Linked DNA regions of Gossypium hirsutum: region 2 is linked to region 1. The links are chromatin contacts, called in public Hi-C maps. All regions are on one chromosome and are shown on one strand. The core of a region is the stretch at or near the end of the contact, and the rest is flanking DNA. Distances in the headings are between cores, read along the strand shown. Region 1 holds the start of LOC107910425 (auxin efflux carrier component 6). Region 2 holds the start of LOC107910421 (bidirectional sugar transporter SWEET1).

What was found. A called contact is a pair of places that touch in the nucleus more often than the background predicts.
Region 2: a Hi-C map of leaf shows a contact between it and region 1, with 2.6 times the contacts expected there. The contact joins the promoter of LOC107910421 here to the promoter of LOC107910425 in region 1. A contact is called at or near these places in 5 of 34 Hi-C or Micro-C datasets (hypocotyl, leaf and petal).

The regions. Positions count from the first base shown.
Region 1 is chrD02:11,028,758-11,032,234 of Gossypium_hirsutum_v2.1, reverse strand. It overlaps LOC107910425 (auxin efflux carrier component 6), which reads left to right and starts at 2,217. Exons shown (of 7, transcript XM_016838263.2): 1 at 2,217-2,689; 2 at 3,215-3,477. The coding sequence starts at 2,259.
Region 2 is chrD02:11,197,876-11,201,375 of Gossypium_hirsutum_v2.1, reverse strand. LOC107910421 (bidirectional sugar transporter SWEET1) reads right to left here and starts at 1,988. Exons shown (of 6, transcript XM_016838256.2): 1 at 1,294-1,988; 2 at 1,168-1,204; 3 at 552-647; 4 at 99-378; 5 at 1-24. The coding sequence starts at 1,327.

The DNA of each region.
Region 1 (3,477 bases), core at 968-3,467:
TGATATGTGAAAGTAAAAGTGTATGTGTATGTGTATGTGTATGTGTATGTGTATGTGTAATAATATGTAAAAGTGAACATGTGAATTAAGTGTTTATGTTATGTTTGTGAAATGAGAAAAAGATTTTGATATGTCAATGTAAAAGTTAATTCGTGGTAATATATGTTAAAGTTAAAACTGTAAGATATTGAGAGAAAGATTTTGATATGTGTTTACGGGGAACGATACTTCAACTTGGATTACATCACTAAAGTGCCATGATTGTGCTCTCCCCATTATATATCATTACGAAAGCTAGTTATCAAGTGCTCGTCTAATAACCTTATCATATATGTGTTATTCTCATAGGATATCCTTAATTTCTTTGGGATAAAATTTGTCTCCAAATATTATGATTAGAACTCAACTTGGTATTTCAATGGTTCAATGGTGTTTGGTGAGAGGATCCATCTTGTTTGCTTTCTAGATATGATAACCGAGCAAGCCCCATTTTGCTACTCTCTACGCGAGGTGGTTCATAGGCTTTCCTAGCATGAATCCTAAAAATTTTAAAAAGCATAGGTTGTAACCTCAAATCTATAATTATCGACACATACGGATGCATGATTAAGTATCTCATTCTTATTCATTAAAATAATGACTACTAAATGTAAATGTTGCACGTACGATGCATTCGGATTGTATATTCTCTCTTCGATTAAAGACTACATTTGCTTTCATTGAGTGCGTGATAGAATCCATATGCAGCATGCAACTGGAATAAAATTTATTTTGAAACATTTTAATTGATGTATATTCAAGTATTATATTTATATATTTCGATATGATCATTTATAGTATATAAATTAATTTTTAACAACTTCATATGTATTCAGTGATTTCTTAATTTACCGCATGTTTTGATTATTATATTATATTTGAATCGTGTAATCATAAAAAAAAATTATGGAAAACATGAGAACATGCAAGCTGGTTCCCGGTTGGTTTGACACACATTTATATATAATTGATATAGGCAGAATAATCAGCTTTCAGTATAGGCTGTTTGTGGATGAATCATGCCTTGATATGGTCCCATTGTCTTTGGCAGAGGCAGGCTCGGCCAATCGTGTGATCCCCCACCCTCGACCCCATCGTCATCAACCAAACCACTTCGTAAATTGCTGCATAATGTGTACCCTTTATACGTGCAAAAATTGACCACCAAAAGCTCCTTTTTATTTTCACTTTATACATATACATCCAATCTATTTATTAATATCTATGTTTCATCATATGTACATAAATTTGTCAAATTTATAATTTTTGACAATAGATTTTACAGAAAAAGTGGACTTTCTTAACAACCTGGCTAATAAGTGTGGGACGAAAGCACAGTGTTTACATAAGATCATGGCTATATATCATGGAGAGTTTACCCCCCTTATTTTACTTTCCCAAAGTGCACTTCATGAATCATTATTGCAGCTTTTTATTTGGGGAAATAGTCAACAGTAGACTGAAACGACACCGAATGATAATGATAGTACCCGAGTTTTGTTGAAAACCAAATTATTAGACTATTTTGCTTTTGTTTTATTTTTATGATCGATTTATGTTTATTAAAAATTTTGGTTGAATTTATAATTATATTTAAAGTTTCATTGGTTTTATATAAAAAAATAAAAATACCATCGTAATAATATAATATATTTTAAATAAATAATTATTAATGAAATCGATTCAATCAAGATACAAAAATAAATTAGTTTTCAAAGTAAGATAATTAATTTGGGCTTGAATCAACAGTATATATGGGATAATAGGGAAATCAAAATCACATCAAATAGGAACTCATAATAACATTAAACATGGTGTAGAGTATATTAAGAGAATCTATATTACAAAATGCAGGTTGTCATATGATTTAATATCATATTTGATAGATTATGTATGGCTTTATTAAAATTTTAAAACCTTTTAGAATTAAATATCTCATATAACTTTATTTATTAATATTAAATGTCAATAATTCATTCATAATATATATAAACGTCAAATTATAAAAATATATCATTATCAAACCCATGCACGAAAATTTATATTAGAAAGTTAATCATTAGATCTGGAACCGTAATTCCCGCTGCTTACAGTACCTTAGAAAGTAAATTACCAACTTTTCGAGGGCCAAATTTGTCCATAAATCCTCTATATAATCTCTTCCATTTTCTCTTTAAAAAATTAAATAAAAAACCAAAAAAAGAAGAAGAAGAGTGAAGATGATAACAGGGGGTGATTTTTACAAGGTGATGTGTGCGATGGTTCCACTGTATTTCGCAATGATAATAGCGTACGGATCGGTGAAATGGTGGCGAATATTCAGCCCGGAGCAGTGTTCGGGGATCAACCGGTTCGTGGCGGTTTTCGCGGTGCCGGTGTTGTCATTCCATTTCATAGCTCAAAACAACCCGTACCAGATGGACACCAAGTTCATCATAGCGGACACGGTGTCCAAGGTGTTGGTCCTTGCTTTGCTTTCGGTTTGGGCTATATTCTTCCCTGGTGGCTCACTCGATTGGCTCATCACCCTTTTCTCCCTCGCCACTTTGCCCAACACTCTCGTCATGGGCATCCCCTTGCTTAATGCTATGTATGGAGATTTCACTCAAAGTCTCATGGTTCAACTCGTTGTTCTTCAATGCATCATCTGGTATACATTAACTCCAATCTTATATATCTTTTCGGATTAAAATGGTATAATTGCTAGGGATTTGTGTTGAAAAAAAATGGGATTGATATCAAATAATTATCTCATCTTTATATTATGAAAAAATAATTACCCCATCTTTATTACAAAAAACAAAAACATTTGTCTATACAAAAACAGCGATGATGTATCCAAAAACAAATAACATGATTGAAGTGCCTAAAATATACAGTGATTAGATATTCAAATAGTCTCTGCATTTAATTGATTGTGGCATGATTTTATATAATAAAACACAAACTATTACTTTTGTCTTTATTTTTTTTTAGAAAATTTGACCATTTTCTTTTATTTTCAACTAAAACTATTTTATATGGTTTTTTTTGGGATTAAATCAAAGTTGACCGTGTAAAACTAGGGAGTGATTTTCTAAGCAAAAGTCAGCTCAATATTGTTTGAAAAAAGATAACAATGAATTATTAAAACCTTACATAAGATAAAAATCATACGGCGTCGTTTCGAGTGCAGGTACACACTATTGCTATTCCTCTTCGAATACAGGGCGGCAACGCTCTTAATCAAAACCCAGTTCCCGGGCCCCACAGCTGCCACCATTTCCAAATTCGAGCTCGACAACGACGTCATTTCATTGGACGGTCGTGATCCTCTCCGTACAGAATCCGAAACCGACATCAACGGCCGTATTCGAGTCCGAATCAGGCGGTCCACGTCATCGGCTCCGGAATCGGCTCTATCATCCTCCATTTGCCTCACCCCTAGAGCATCCAACC
Region 2 (3,500 bases), core at 739-3,238, 170 kb before region 1:
ACTCTTGGTCTTGATCACCAGCCTCTGTAATGATTGGGATGGAATTAGCACAAATAAAGAAAAAGGGTTTCCTCTTTTTTTGTAAGGTTGAGGCTTACCATGATTGAAAGTGGAGAAGCATACATAATGATGGAGAAAATGGTGGCAGCTAGGCCACAAAAGAGCTTTCTGCCATTTCCATGGAGGGAAAAGAGGGAAATGAGTGCCACGGCCGTGAAAACAGTGAGAACAAAAGTGAAAAGCCCAAATATTTTAGCCTTCTCTTTCTTTGGGGCATAGATGATGAAGATCAATACATAAATGGACTCAATTGCTGCACCAGTCCCATTGATTGTTGATACCAAGATGTTGTTTTTAGATACAAAGGGAAGGCCATACCTATGGGAAAATTTGTCACAAACCACAAATGAAGATTTGCCTTAAATGAATGATAAGGCTGCTTTTTAACTTTTTCTAGATAATTAAAACAAACTTAAAGCAGATTTGTTCTTCACACTTTTGGAGTTCCAAAAAAGAAATTGACATCATCTAAAAATATTATAAAAACTCACCAGGCAGAGAGGAGACAGTTAAGCAAGGTCATGACATAGGGAATTCCAGAGAATTGCTCTGTGGACTTACTTCTAATGATCCTCTTAAATGTAATCCTTCAAATTTTAAACATGATTTAACAAAATAATTAGTTTTAAATCAATCTTTGAATGGTAATTGAAATTTTCTCTTCTTTTTTTTTTTTTAAAATACCCAAAATGTGTAGAGAAGAGAAAAATTTAAAGTGAACAAGTATTACCTATAACCATTTTGAAGACTAGAAAATGGAGGAAAATTATATTTTTAAAAAGAAAAAAAAACCAACATGAATTTCTACATTAAGAAAAACAAATGGTTTCACCTTTCTTTGGGGGGGAAATAATATATTTGTTGATTCAACTTGGTTTCCAAAAACCAGAAACTGGCAAAAAATTAGTCTTTGTTTGCATGTGTTTCCAATAACCAACAAACTGGCTAAGAAAGAAAAGAAAAGATCAAACTTGTTCTTCTTCCATTGATGAAGAAGAACCGTTTTAAAGTTCTCACATTTAAAATCAAAACTCATAAAAGAAAAGATTAGTCTTTGTGTGTTTGTTTCCCGAGAAAATAATTTAACAGTTGCTTTGTTATACATACGTCGGAGACAAGAAGAGGAACAAAGCAGTGGCATTTCCTGTACCCAAAAAAAAACACCACAGAAAAAACCATAAATTAAAAAAAAAACATTAAACAAAGTTGAAGAAAAGAAACAGAAAAACCCACCAAAAACACCAAACACGAAATGCAAAACCTCCATTGTTGAAACCTTAACCAAAACCCAAATATTCAGAGTGAAGAGGGTAAGTATAAGAAGAAAGGAAATGGAGAAGGAAGGCAAGGCGGTTTATATAGAAAATAAGGGGAAGAAGGGAGAAGAGAGAAAACTGTTGAAAACTAACTGGAAAACGGTAAAAAAGAAAATATATGTTGTGGTGTTTGATCTTATCCAAAGGACCCCCCCCCCCCTAGTAAGGAGAAGCGTCCATTTCTGCTTGCTTCTTATACTGGAGAAACCATGGTAAATTGATATCGCTCTGGAACCTGGATATAGGCGGTTTTGTTGACAGTGATATTGGACGGATTCGAAGACGTAAACTTTCAATTTATTCACATTACCCCCTTTAACTTGTTTTGGTTTTACAGATAATATGAAATTTTAACAAGTCCATGTGATTTGAACAGTGACATCATAATAGTGATTTAATCAAATGTTATGCAATATTTATACTTGAATGAAATGGGGATTTGGAAGAAGGGAGAATAAATTATGCAAAGGGAGAAAAAAGGACAAATAAATGAAGAGGAAAGTTAGGAGAGGATGACTAGAAATGAAGTTACGTGAAGAACAACCCATAGCTCAAACAAATACAGTCTCCAAGGTTTGTTGTTTTAAGGAATCAATTAATTTCCCTTATTTCTTTCATTTGGATAATGTTACGCTCGTAAAAGTAGGTGAGAATGAAATTTTATTATTTATTCCTATTTTTTAAATATAAATTTATAAATATTAAGCCTAATTTTGATATACAAAAATACTTTATTTCTAATTTAAAAAATCACATTTTTACGATAAAACTATTGCGCAAAAAAGAAATATTCATTGTGGTGTTATTTTATCAAGTTTATCCAAAATTAAACTCAAAGCATGATGTTAACAAAAATATTAAATAAATAATTTATGAGTAATTGAATAAAACAGACTAATTATTTAGTCTTCCTAACAAAAGAGATTAAGTAACTAATCATGATTTACTTTTCATATGGGCTTTGAACATCTTTAACCTAATCAACCTTTTATGAGGGAGACATAAGGTTCTAATTATAATTATAATCATATCCTAGATTTAGATTTTACTCTTTCTTTTTTCTTTTGAGAAATCAGGACCAAAAGAGAAAAAAGAAAAAAAATTAAATGTTTTTTTAATTAAAAAATAAACGAGTTTTGTCAATTGAGTTTTAACCGGCATAGACATTGTTGTCAATATTGGAGGACATGGGTTTGAGTGCGCGGTTAGGAGAGACTATGCAAGTATCAACATTTTACGCTATTTTCATTATTTTAAATATAAATATTTTTTTATATAATATTGGGGTTAAACATTTTTTGCATCGAAATTAGAAAGTTCGGATCCGTCACATTCCCAGAGCTCACATTGAAGTTGCATATTTTATGGCTAAACATGCTGCCCAAGTTTCATAAGTATCCAGATATTCTCCATCCCTCTTCAAGCTATAAGAGGTTGATTCAAAAGGACAATTTGGGTTTTGATTTATGATTTTATTGTAATCGCTTAGTGATGTTTATTATTTATTAAAAAAAAGATAGGTTCACACAGTTTGAACCCATATCAAATAGGTATCTAACAAGAGATTTAATCACTGATCTATATAACTCGACAAATATTTATTTTTTATATCATAAAAAAATAAAATAAAATAACAATGATTCAACTCAAATAATCACAATTTTTTAACTTATCATTTGTTTCACCCTCAACCAGCTCTTAACTCATTTGTGAAATTATCAAATGTCCATTCATTTTACAAATGAACAAATATTATTTTAAGGTAATTATATTTTTTTTATAAAATTATATGTATGTGGTGAGATTAAACTAAAGATATTTTAATGCTCACTCTTTCAATTTTATCATTTTCAATCAAAATTATATTAACGTTTATTTCAATTTCTACTAAATTTATTAGATAATTATTCTCATCCACTTAAAGAATGTGTCCTAATCTGTATTTATATAAATTTAATATATTAATAATTTGTCATATAAGTTTAATATATTTATATATTTAATATATTAATTATCGAAATTGGTTCTTGCAAGTTTGATATCCTATTTGTGGTTTTTGAAATTAATAGATGGTTGAACCCCTCACTTAATTAATTTTCATTTCAATGGATGTGATTTTTAATT